2 separate regions of the Rattus norvegicus genome follow, and region 2 is linked to region 1. The links are chromatin contacts, called in public Hi-C maps. All regions are on one chromosome and are shown on one strand. Each heading gives the region's core, a stretch centred on a gene start, on an enhancer-like site or on the middle of the called end of the contact. The rest is flanking DNA. Distances are from core to core; before and after follow the strand shown. Region 1 holds the start of Cotl1 (coactosin-like F-actin binding protein 1). Region 2 overlaps Usp10 (ubiquitin specific peptidase 10).

Region 1 (5,915 bases), core at 1,633-4,132:
GAAGAGTTGCGGGTCCTGGGGAGTTACTTCCGGTTACCGTCTTAGGTGATTGACACCATGGTGCCGGGAATGCAGATCGAGAAGGTGTAAGGTTGACTTCGCTTTATTGGTAGTAATTGATATCTTCCTTCCTTCCTCCTTTTTCTTCCTTTCCTTTGTTTTTGAGGCAGGCAGGATTTGCTATGTAGGTCTGACTAGCCTGGAACTCACTGTGTAGTGTTGACTGAGCTACAACTCGGACATCAGTCTGCCTTCTCTGTTTTGGGATTAGAGACCATGCACCACCATGCTTGGGTCTTGGGTAGTAATTTCATATGAATAAACGATATATTCACACGGTTCGATCCCCGTACAGCTCACCAATGTTAGGATCAATGTTGGGGTTTAAATCTCAGCCCGCGCCTGGACGAAGCACGGCAAGCCAACATGGTTCCTCGTGGAGAGGCTTAATAGAGAGAAGAAGAGTAGAAGAGAGGAAAGGAGGCCGGCCATGTGCACGCGGAGGGAAGCGGGGATGGGGAGAGAAGTGACAGGGAAGAGGGCACGGGAAGAGGAAGAGCAAGAGAAAGCAAGAGAGGAGTAAGAGGGAGAGGAGGGGGTAAGCTGCCCCCTTTATAGTCAGGCACAGCTGGCTGTTGCCAAGCAACTGTGGGGGTGGAGCTTAGACAGAATACCAACAATGGTGGCGCAAGTCTCTAAGCCCAGCACTCGGGAGGCAGAGGCAGGCAGATCTCTTGAGTTTGAGGCCACCCTGGCCTAGAGAGTGAGTTCTAAGGCAGCCAGAGCTACACAGAGAAACCCTGTCTCGGAAAAAACAACAACAACAACAACAAAAAAAACAAACCAAAAAACACCGAAAACCATACACACAAAAAAACCCCAAAGCCCAACTCTAATCAACTAATCAGTCAAACAACAGGGGCGAGAGAGACGGTTCGGTGGTTAGAGCACTTGCCGCTTTCAAGAGGACCCGAGTTCAGTTCTCAGCACTCAGGTCAGGCAGCTCACAATCTCTTGTCGCTTCCCTTCCAGGGGGTGTGATGCCCGAAATCTCTGGAATTTTTTCATGTCTTTCAGGGTCATCTGAAGGCCTGGCCTGGTGGCACACACCTGCATTTGGGAGGTGGAGTGTGGAGTATCAGGAGTTCAGGGCTATCCTCTGCTACATAGTAAATTGGAAGCCAGCTTGGGCTACATGAGACCCTATCTGAAAAACAAAACAAGACAAAGACAAAACAAAACAAAATTAAAAACCAAAGACAACACACACACACACACACACACACACACACACACACACACACCCCACATGAACGAACCGAAGGGGAAATAATTTATTCAGTGAAGTGCTTGCCAGAGAAGCATGGAGTCCTGAGTGGCTCTAATATCTTCCAGTGCTGGGGAGGTTAGAGCCCGGTTGGGCCCCTGGGGTTGAATGGCCTGCCAGACTTGGTGACCTCCAGACCAGTGAGAGACTCTGACTGGAAAGACAAGTCCTCTGAATCATACACTCATAAGGGAGGAACACACACAGATAAACACACACACAGACACAAATAGCCACTGGGCCAGACCATCCCACACTTGACCATTCTCTGGGATTAGAGTGGCAGTTTTCATGGATTTGTTATCTTTCATTTTGAGGAAGGTGGTGCTTTTTATTGAACAACAGGTGTGTACCACTACGATTTTTATTTACTCTAGTGTGCGTGCATGCAGATGCCTACAGAGGTTAGAAGAGGACATCGGCTTCCCCTGGAGCTGTAATTACAGACACGGGTACTGAGAAAGAATCTAAAGTCCTCTGGAAGAAGATGAACCATCTCTCCTCCTCTGAGACAGAGTCGTATTTTGTAGCCTTCCCTTTTCAGTTTCTGTCTATGATCCGTTTTAGTTAATAGCAAACCAACACTGACCTCTTCTGATGCCGGCCCCGGCTGATATACATCATTTCAGTTAAAGCTGAAGACACCCCGGCCGGCCATGTTATTCTTACCATGGGGAGAGAGCTAAGAACTCTTGCAAAGGTTTCAGGGCTTTCCTATGGCTTGGAGCTGAAAATTACACTCTGTGTAATTCTAGAGCTGGGCCTCCAGAGCCAGCCTTTCACGGGGCCTGTAGGGTAGATAGTGGAAGAGTAGTGAATGAATGACCCAATAAGGGAGTTAAGGATGCCGTTCCCCACCCCACCCCGGCCAGCACCTCACCTGACTGCAGATAACCAGGCTACAAAGTCAACAGTGATTCCCAGTCTGCCCCTTTCCAAATGAAATGCTTCCTTCTTTCCACCTCTTCCCCTTCCAAATCCGAAGAGCAAACACTGGGTTAGGGGGCCAGCCTTGGCCAGCCTGACTCATCTGAGTGCTGACTTAAGTTATCCTTCTGGAGGGGAGGGGAAGGGGTGGAGAGCTCTGCAGCTCAGCTCACTGTGTGGAGGGAACGAGGGAGGAATAGAAAATAGGAAGATGAGAGAAGATGGAGAGGAAGAAGGGTAGAAGGGGAGGAGGCCTTAGGGAGGAGGAAGAAGGGGCTTGGGGTGGGATAAATAGAGATGAGAAGAAAGGAGAACACGGAAGAGGCTGAGAGAAGAGGATTGCAACGCGTAAGGGAAGGAGAGGAATGGAGGAGAGAGGAAAGGAGGAAGGAGAGCGAGATCGAAGAACACAGAAGGTGGTGGAAGAAGAGAGAGGCTGGGGGCCCATGGAGTGGGGAGGGAAGAAGACGGAGGAAGGGAAGATGAAGAGGAAGGGCCCCTCCTCCAGCCCTCCGCCGAGTTGCGCAATCCACATAGACTGGGATTGGCCACCGGGTGTGCAAGACGCTCCGCCCCCGCCCGCGCGACCAATGGGAACAGAGGGGCGTGGCCTTCATGGGAGTGGAGTCCCGGCGCGCGCTCCGGCTCTGCAGTAACCGCGGGCCCCTCTCCGAGGACCTTAGCTTGCAATTGCGAGCGGCCACCACCCCCTGCTCACTCTCGGAGCCCGCTCGACCCTCGCAGCGGATCAGGGACGCATTCACTGGTTCCGGCAGTGTCCTCGCGGCGGCCATGGCCACGAAGATCGACAAGGAGGCGTGTCGCGCGGCGTACAACTTAGTGCGGGACGACGGCTCGTCGGTCATCTGGTGAGCAACGCCGCGGGGCTGGGGATGCCAGTACCGACCTGCTTCGTGCCGCTCGCCGCCGCTGCTCACCTATGTTTCTTTTCTTCCTCCAACCCAAAGGGTGACTTTTAAATACGACGGTGCCACCATTGTCCCCGGCGATCAGGGAGCGGATTACCAGCACTTCATCCAGCAGTGCACAGGTAGGACGACCTGAGACCTTTTGGGAGAGGGTGGCCACCCAGGGCAGCGAGGTGCTGGGTATCCAAGCAGCAACAGATATAGGCTGGGGGTTTTGTTTGTTTGCTTGCTTGTTTTTGTCTTTGTGTTTTTGGAGATAGGGGTGACCTCCAACTGGCCATCCTCCTGCCACAACCATCTAGTACAGATATGGTGGGTGTGCACAACCAGGCAAAGCTCCGGTCTGAGCTTTCTAAAGTCTTGACTGTATCCCTCCCCCACCCTGCCCCCAACCCCTGTGGACATCACTATCAAGTGACCCGAGGAGATTCTTCCCCTGGCTGGGTCAGCTTCTTCCGCTCCCTGTGGTTCACTGGGTTTCCAGGTCAGAACTGGCAGTTCAAACTCCACCCTCTCTGATTGGTCAGTGAACAATAAACGCCGAAGCCCCTGGGGGCTGCAAGCTAAAGGCCGAACCCAGGGCCCCACCCTCCTTTCTCCCATCTTTGTCCTTATCTGCCTCTGTACAAGCCTTTAATTTGAAGAGTAAAGGGGCACGTACTAAGAGCGAATGCCCGATGTTGCTTATATGGGGCCTGGATAAAATGAAGCTGACTTGTGAGGTCCCAGCAGCGGAGTCACTGGCCCCTGGCTGGGGTGGGGCATGGGTGATAGCTTCAGGAGCTGAAGGGCTCCAATGGTTTGGTGTGGAGGAATCATACAGATGTGTGACTTAATAAAAGCATCCCACAGAACCCTAAGTTCCCCTGGGGTGTGTGGACCATGAAAGAACACAGGGCCTGAATGGCCGCAGCCCCTGGTAGCAGCAGGCTCAGCACAGTTGGTAATGAGATCCCTAAAGGAGCCGGTGTTCACAGCAGCTCAGCATATTCTGGAAACAGAGGCAGGAGGAGGAGAGTTGGAGGCCAGCTGGGCTGGCTGGGCGTCCCCCTTGCCTTCCCGAAAAAGCCTTGAAAGAGATTGAAGTAGGAGATCCTGGGCCTGCTGTCTCCTGTTGTCTTTAGCTTTGGAACTAATGTCAAACAAAAGCAGGCCACCTAGAAGCTAGGGTGTAGACTCCCGGGGCTGGCTGTGGGTTAGAATCCCTCGGGGGCTGCTTTCCAGCTGGGTGGGTTGGGGCCAGGTCCCTGTGGGGGTCACAGTTCCTCACCTGATCTCCTGTAGTGCTGTGAGATTGATTGGTCCCAAGTGTGTATGTAAGTGTTCAGGACAGTGCTGGTCAGAGTCATTGGTGACAAACAGACCCCCCCCCCCCAAAAAAAATCAATCCAGGATCATGTGACTTCTTTTCCAACTGCTTTCTTCCTCTTTCCCCCACCCCAAGTATGGGAAATGGAACATAGGGCCTTGGATATGTTGGCCACATGCTCTACCACTGAGGTACATTTCTTAAAAAATTAAACCACTTTGTTTTGAGATAAGTTCACTCTCAGTCCGGGCAGTCCTTGAACTTGAGGTCTTCCTGCTTCTGCTTCCTGGTTTGTGCCACCCAACTCTTTAATTGCTTTCTGGCTGTGTAGCTAAGCCTGCCCGAAACTCCTGGTCCTCCCTGCCTCTGCCTCCAAAATGCTGGGATTATAGGCGTGCATTACCTTGCCCGGCGGCCTAACTTTCTTAATTGAGTCGTCGGTTAGCATTCAGTTCATCTCGAATGGCATTTCACTTTGTGCTGTGTGGTACTAAGATGGGTGTGAGAGTGTGTGTTCGTGTGTTAAGTGTTCTCCCAGCTAAAATGTCTCCTGGGAGTTGCCGCTAGACTCTGTATTCATTGCTTCTGTAAATAATTCACTTTAAAACATCGCCGGCGTAAAGCGCGATGCTCTGGAGTCAGTGAGCAGACTTTGGCTCCGGTCCGGTCCGGAGCAGGATCTCAGCTGCTCTGACTGCAGCAAATGCTTCCAAAGTGGGACAAGTGCAGGCTCAACTTTCCCCGAAGTTAGTGCACCATCAGCAGGATTGGCCGGAGTCTCTGGGGCTGGGTGCCGCAGGTCCGCTGCTTTCCCTCCTCACTTGGGAACCCATCCCCAGCCCTCCTGCCTCTGTGACTGTTTTCTCATCGATGCTGGAGAAGGTGAGGGAGCTGAAGGCCAAGCCTCCTGCTGATAGATTCCCAACTGATGCTCCTGCTGCCGCACATCCGGCCTGGATGCCGCTTGGGGGGACACTTCCTTCCTCTGGTGGGCTGTGGTTTTCTGCTCATTGCTAACCCTCTACAGGGATGGCGATCGTCTGGCGTATGAGCTAAAAATGCTCTTCGGGCTGCTTGTTGGTCCTTGTGAATGGACTGCGAGATCTGAGGCTGCAGCTGCAGTCTGTCTGCTCTCTCTTCCCAGCCATCTGGTGGACGATGTACAGATGGCTCTACTTTGCCACGTCTGCTCTCTGTCCCTCCCCTGCTGAGGCCTCCTGAGCCAGGGACCCCACCCTCAGAAATCTTCTCCGTACTCGTACCTATCACTGTACCTGACCCGTGTGTGCGCCAGCCATGCTTCCGCTGGGTTGTTTCATTCTGAAGATTGCAAACCAAGGCCCAGAGAGGTTAAGTGACACCTTAAGAAGAAGAGAGCTAGAACTGGACTCTGGAATCCATTGCTCTTGGCCCCAAGGAAGTG
Region 2 (6,193 bases), core at 2,033-4,532, 79 kb before region 1:
AGAGATGGTTCCGCGGCTAAGACCGGCTACTCCTGAAGAGAACCTAGGTTCAATTCCCAATGTCTGCATGATGTCCCACGACTGTCTGTCTCCAGTTTCATTACATTCTTCTGGCCTCCATGGGCACCAGGCATGCACAGACATACATGCAGGCAAAATAGAAACTAATTATAAGATGTCAGTATAGGGCTGAGAAGCAGAGGCAGGTGGATCTCTAGGAGTTTGAGGTCAGCCTACAGTCACTACAGAGTGACTTCTAGTACAGCCAAGGATGTGTGGAGACCACATCTCAAAAATCAAAATACAAAGAAAAAAAAATATGGTATAAAGAACAGATTTCAGGGGGCTGGGGATTTAGCTCAGTGGTAGAGCGCTTACCTAGGAAGCACAAGGCCCTGGGTTCGGTCCCCAGCTCCGAAAAAAAGAACAAAAAAAAAAAAAAAAAAAAAAAAAAAAGAACAGATTTCAGGCTGGAGAGATGGCTCAGTGGTGAAGAGCACTGACTGCTCTTCCAGAGGTCCTGAGTTCAAATCCCAGCAACCACATGGCCGCTCACAACCATCTGTAGTGGGATCCGATGCCCTCTTCTGGCCTGCAGGCATATATGCTATATACATAATAAATAAATCTTTAAAAAAAAAAAAAGGGCTGGGGATTTAGCTCAGTGGTAGAGCGCTTACCTAGGAAGCGCAAGGCCCTGGGTTCGGTCCCCAGCTCCGAAAAAAAGAACCAAAAAAAAAAAAAAAAGAAAAGAAAGAAAAGAAAAGAAAGAAAAGAAAAGAACGGGAAGAAAGACAAAGACAAGGCATCCTGCTCAAAAGCGGTCTCTTCCCATGGAAGGTGGGAAAATGGCCTAGGCTCACCTGCAGGAGTGCAGACCAGTATTGCAGGACTGAGGACTGCCACTGCTGCGTGACACTAGGGGGCGCTGGAGCACAGCATTCTCAGACCCTAAGCTTCCAAAGATTTCATCTCTAGAAATCCAACTGAATATGTCTGCTACCCTAAATGAATGCTCCTTACCTTTTGAAAAGGCTCCTGGTGATATGAGAAGCGGCTCTGAAATAAGTAGTCAGCTAATGCTTTGCTCTGTTCAGTAATTCTCATTTCAAGGGAGATAGGTAAGCACTTAGTCTCCCACTGCAGTGCACATCTATGGGAGCAGGCTGAAGGACCTTGTCACAGCCAACACAGGAGACAAATGCCACCAGCCTTTCTACCTAGGAGGTCTGGGCCATCCTTTGAAGCAACAGATGCTATGAGGGAGCAAAACCTTCCTTCTCTCTGCAGAGGATGAGCTCACTCACAAAGCTCCAGACTCCTCAGCAACCACAAGAGCTCCTGGGTCTGACTAGGTGGGACTGGGGTGGTTTGCCTGGCATTTGTGAGACTCTATCCTGTGCCAAGCATGGCAAACACAAAACAACACAAGCAAAACCAAGAAAGGAGGGAAGCATGGACCTGGACGCATCACACCAATACCTAGCTGCTCAACACTAAAGTGTAAGAGAAGCCAGCATTGAAAAGGGGAAGTAAACCGGGCACAGAGACACACCCAGCACTGGGAGACAGAGGTAGACAGGTCTGAGATGCCTGCCTGGTGTACAAAGAGAAACCTTGTCTCAAAACAAACAGATAAATGAGGGAGGTTGGAGAGATGATTCAACTGTTAAAAGCATTGATTCTTCCAAAGGACCCAGGTTCAATTCCCAGCATCCACATGGCAGCTCACACGTGTCTATAGTAACTCCAGTTCCAGGGCTTCTGACACCCTCACACAGATATACATGCAGACGAAAACCAATGAACATAATAAAAATTATAAAAGTTATATTAAAAAAGTCAGCTGGGGGCTGGGGAGATGGCTCGGCGGTTGGGGGCGCTGGCTGCTCTTCCGGGGGTCCTGAGTTCGGGTCCCAGCAGCCACGTGGTGGCTCACAACCACCTGTGGTGGGATCTGGTGCCCTCTTCTGGCACACAGCCACATATGCAGGCAGAATACTGTATACATAATGGATAGATCTTTAAAAAAAAAAAAAAAAAAAAAAGTCAGCTGGACAACAGAGTGGCTCACACTCAGGAGGCAGAAGGTGGATCTGAGTTTGAGGCCAGTCTGGTTTACAGAGGAAACTCCAGGACAAACCAGGGCTAGACAGGAAAAAGCCTCTTAGAGAAGAGGAAGAAGATGCTAAGCCCCACCCTAACCAAGCAGCCATTTGCCAACAGATACCCACTGGGGAAGGGGAAGTCACTTTCTCCATGGAGTGTCATTGTGTCTGTCAACTACAGTCCATCTTCAGGCCTGTGCCCAGGCAGACTTGGCCACCATAGAACAAGCTCTGACTGTTTGGTTGATTGTGTTTTTGTCTTACTAGCTTTTTGTTTGGGGGTGGGAGAAAAGGAGAGAACATGATGTAGGGTAGGTAGAGGATTGGGGAGATTCTGGGAGGAGAAAAACATCAAAATAGACTGTATGAGAAAAATAAAAACTAAACCTGAAGAAGTCAGACAGTAAGTAAGGCTACTGCCTGAAGCTCCACTCTCATGGCGTGTGGGAATAGGCAGGCAGGCTTCTCCGGGGAAGGAAGGGAGTAGCACAGAGAAAACTGTAGGCTTCTAGGGGACAGCGGACTGTTCAGAATTGAGCATGGTGGTGGCTGTATGTATTCCTTAGGAAGAGTGTCATACCACTGTCCCACACAGTGCTGTGGTAATGAGCCCCAGACTGAGGTGTAAAGCATTGGTTGCTACAGTTCAAGGTCGATGCTAACTGACTTCAATAACAGTCACACTACACAAACCACACTCTGCAGAGTGGTGTGATGGCTTGGGGATACCTGAAGGTGACACTACTCAGGCCATGCAAACCAGGAGTCTCACTGATATCACAGTATTCACACCGTTATATCATACAGCTCCTCATGATGAACTGTGTGAGACTGAGGATACTTGATACTGAAGACTCAGGACATCACAACCCTCAATGGCTGTGCAATGTCATTTCCCTGACTGAGCTGCAGTAATCCTGCTTTGCTTCCCTGGGAAGAGCTCAGGGCACCAGAGAACAAAGCCATTAGCATTACAGAGCCTCTCGGAAAGTGGTGTTTCAGTTCGTTGTCTACTTTACTTTGTCTGCATATTTTATTCCTACTAAAGTCTTGTCAGGCTTTCAGCAGGCTGGCTACTTTCATTGAAAATTTGAGCTAAGTTGTTGCTACAGATGCAATCTCAGAATTAGAAGCCATGATTCATTTAACAAAAGCTCACTGTTAGCAGTCCTGTCTGCGGCACAGCAATGGATGCTCGCTCATAAAGTACACTCATCAGCCTAGAACTGCTAACAAACGCAACTGGACAGAGCAGGAAGCAAGTCCCACCTACTTTCCTATTGCCAAAGACACCTTAGGCCAGTCTTTAGAGAAAGGGGGAATGAGACACATGTATAAAAGGACAGCAGGTGCAGTCCCAGGACAGGGCTGAAGCTGCGCACTCACCAGCAGATGCTACTTGCCTCGGACAGTGGGAGCTCTGGGACAGAAAGTATTCTCTAACTCTTGAGAGTTACGGGCACATGTACGATACAGGACTATAGCTCACACAGGGCTGTCTGCCACTTCACTGTAACGGCCTGCTCTCCTTGAAATCCCTACAGCCCTAGGCCAAGACCTCACCAACTAACTACTGTTTTAATTCTGCACAAGCAGAAGCTTGCAGGTGGCCTACAGGAATCCCCATTGATGGAACTGCTAGAACCAAACCAACAAAGCCTCAACAGTTGAAGGTCAACAGCCAGGAAGGACGTCCCATCAATAAACCTGCAGGCCACTGGCTTCCCCAAAGGTTGGTTTAAACACTCCCAAGAATCTAGAACAGCTGATTAAGAAGCACACACATCTTCCCACCTTAAGAAGGCCAGTATAGAATCTCCCCAGTAGGTAGGGCTGGCAAAGGCTTCAGCAGGTAAGGTGCTTACTGCCAAGCCAGACAACCTGAGTTCAATCTTAACTTTCTAATGAGGGAAAGAGCCGGCTCTCAACGTTGTCCTTTGACCACCCTGCTACAAAATAAGTAACTGTTTAAAAAAGAGAGAGAAAGAAAAAATTTTACACTATACAGAAAGAAACCCTGTCTCAAAAACAAAAATGAAGTTTCTAGGAGCTTCAGAAATGGCTAAGTAGTTAAGATCACTGGCTATTCTTCCTCCAAAAACCCAGGTTCAATTCCTACCACCCACATGTGTCTCCCAAGACAACCACCTGTAACTCCATTCCAGGGAACTGGATTGCCCTCTTCTGACCTCAGAGAGTACAAAGCACACATAAGTTTCTTATTTGTTTTGTTTCTGTAGAAAATGTAACCTGAAGCCTCAGGAAGTCTCTGGAGGGAGTACATGAGGTGAGGATCCATGAAGCTAAAACAAATCCAATGGCCCTCAGTGCTGTCTCCTGCACAGAGAGGCAGGAAACCGGCCCCTTAGACTTGGAGCACACAGGCCAGGTCTGTATCAACTCCATCAGTGCCTGGAGTGAATGGAGTCCAGCCCTCATTCCAGCTTTTAGACACACTGAGCTGATTGATTGGTTCTAACTTACTTGGGTTCAGAATCTCTCAATGGGGGTAATCCCAGGGCCTGAGTGGAACCTATACTACTGTCAGCCCAGACTGAGAAGAGTGGGGAAGACTAAAGGGAAACAGAGGTAAGAACTACTTCTCTGTGGAGTTATCTGGCCCACTTATTCAATGGATGGTTGGACGACAGAGTCTTGAGCCCTCTTGACCATTAGCAAAGGTAGGAGAAAAGGACGAGCTAAGGAGACAGAAGGCTGGTGCTGAGGACACAGCACAGTAGAGTGCTTGCATAGCATGCAGGAAGTCCTGGGTTCCATCCTTAGCACCACAGAGCAGGGCAGCACTGCCTACACAACCTGAATCCCAGCACTACAGAAGTGGAGGAAAATCAAAAGCTCAGTCACTCACTCTCAGGTACAGCTCTGAGCCACCTGGGCTACAAGAGTCCCTACCTCAAACAACACCACACAATCTGGAACAGAGACAAGGACAGTAAAGACGTGTACACACAATGGCCATCCTTCAGCCACCAGGAGAACAAAGCTGTCATTTGCAGACAGACGACTCTGCTGGAGATCATATAAAGCAGCCTCAGAATGACGACAAAACATGATTTAAAGACCAAACCTGGGGGGCTGGAGAGATGGCTCGGCAGTTAAGAGAACTTTGCTCTTCCAGAGGTCCTGAGTTCAATTCCCAGCAACCACATGGTGGCTCACAACCATCTGTAATAGGATCTGATGCACTCTTCTGTCATGCAGGCATACAGGCAAATAGCATTCATGTGTATGGATAAATCTTTAAAAACAAACCTGGGAGAGATGGCTGTTCTAAGATAGCACTTGCTGCTTTTGCACAGGACCTGGGTTCAATTTCCACCACTCACATGGTGGCTCATAACTTTTCATAATTCCAGTTCCAGGGAATCTGAAGCCCTCCGTGGGAGTGGGGCTCATGCACACATGTGGGCAAAACATCCACACATCTAAAAGGAAGCCTTCAAAACAGAGGCTCATCAGCCCATCAAGGCAAGAACCAGCCCACTCACCTACCATGCTCCCTTCACTCGCACACACCATCCCCTGGGAAGGCCAGGTCTCCCCAGTGAGCTCAACAATGGACTCAACCCCCCAGGGAAGGGTCTAGCCAAGTCTGGAGACAATAGTTAAGATTCAAAATGGCTCTGCAATTAGCAGGCACAGATGCTGGGGATATAAACCATAATAGGCTGCAACAAGAGGAACCACTCAGGAAGTAGAGGAACCCAAAGCGCCAGCCTGTGAGAGCCCGGAGACATCCTGAGGAGGCTCATCCAGTGCCAGGAGCTACCCAGGCCCTACTGCTATCACCCAGAGCTGTGTCCAATTCTGGGGATTCCAGTCCAGTGGCTTCAAATTCAAGCAGTGCTCAGGTAACAGTATGAGCCTGAGGGCCTAACTCGGGATCCGAGGCAGCCCCTAGCCACTGTCTGGGGGACACCTATAGCCACAACAAATGAGCCCCAACAAAAGCAAGAGACAGAACACAAAGCTGAGTAAATGTTTGCTGAAAGGTATCAGTTACATAATGACCCACAAATAAAACTGATTCCACACTGAGGACCCAGCACACAGACCTTCACAGT

The links. Hi-C and Micro-C count contacts between places; a contact is called where the count stands out from the background.
Region 2: a Hi-C map of Schwann cells shows a contact between it and region 1, with 6 times the contacts expected there. The contact joins the enhancer-like site here to the promoter of Cotl1 in region 1. A contact is called at or near these places in 2 of 12 Hi-C or Micro-C datasets (Schwann cells and kidney).

What each region holds. Positions count from the first base shown.
Region 1 is chr19:64,811,596-64,817,510 of GRCr8, reverse strand. It overlaps Cotl1 (coactosin-like F-actin binding protein 1), which reads left to right and starts at 2,882. Exons shown (of 4, transcript NM_001108452.1): 1 at 2,882-3,123; 2 at 3,223-3,305. The coding sequence starts at 3,047. LOC120098610 (a long non-coding RNA gene) reads right to left here and starts at 2,803. Exons shown (of 3, transcript XR_005496989.2): 1 at 2,208-2,803; 2 at 1,997-2,115; 3 at 1-1,207.
Region 2 is chr19:64,891,085-64,897,277 of GRCr8, reverse strand. The region is part of intron 1 of Usp10 (ubiquitin specific peptidase 10); the gene reads right to left. Among named protein-coding and RNA genes, the nearest start is that of Usp10, 12 kb to the right of the region's middle. Within about 2 kb of position 3,282, at least 11 of the 93 cell types and tissues checked have an H3K27ac peak or open chromatin away from gene starts, as enhancers often do. A contact at or near this core is called in Schwann cells, where this site is marked.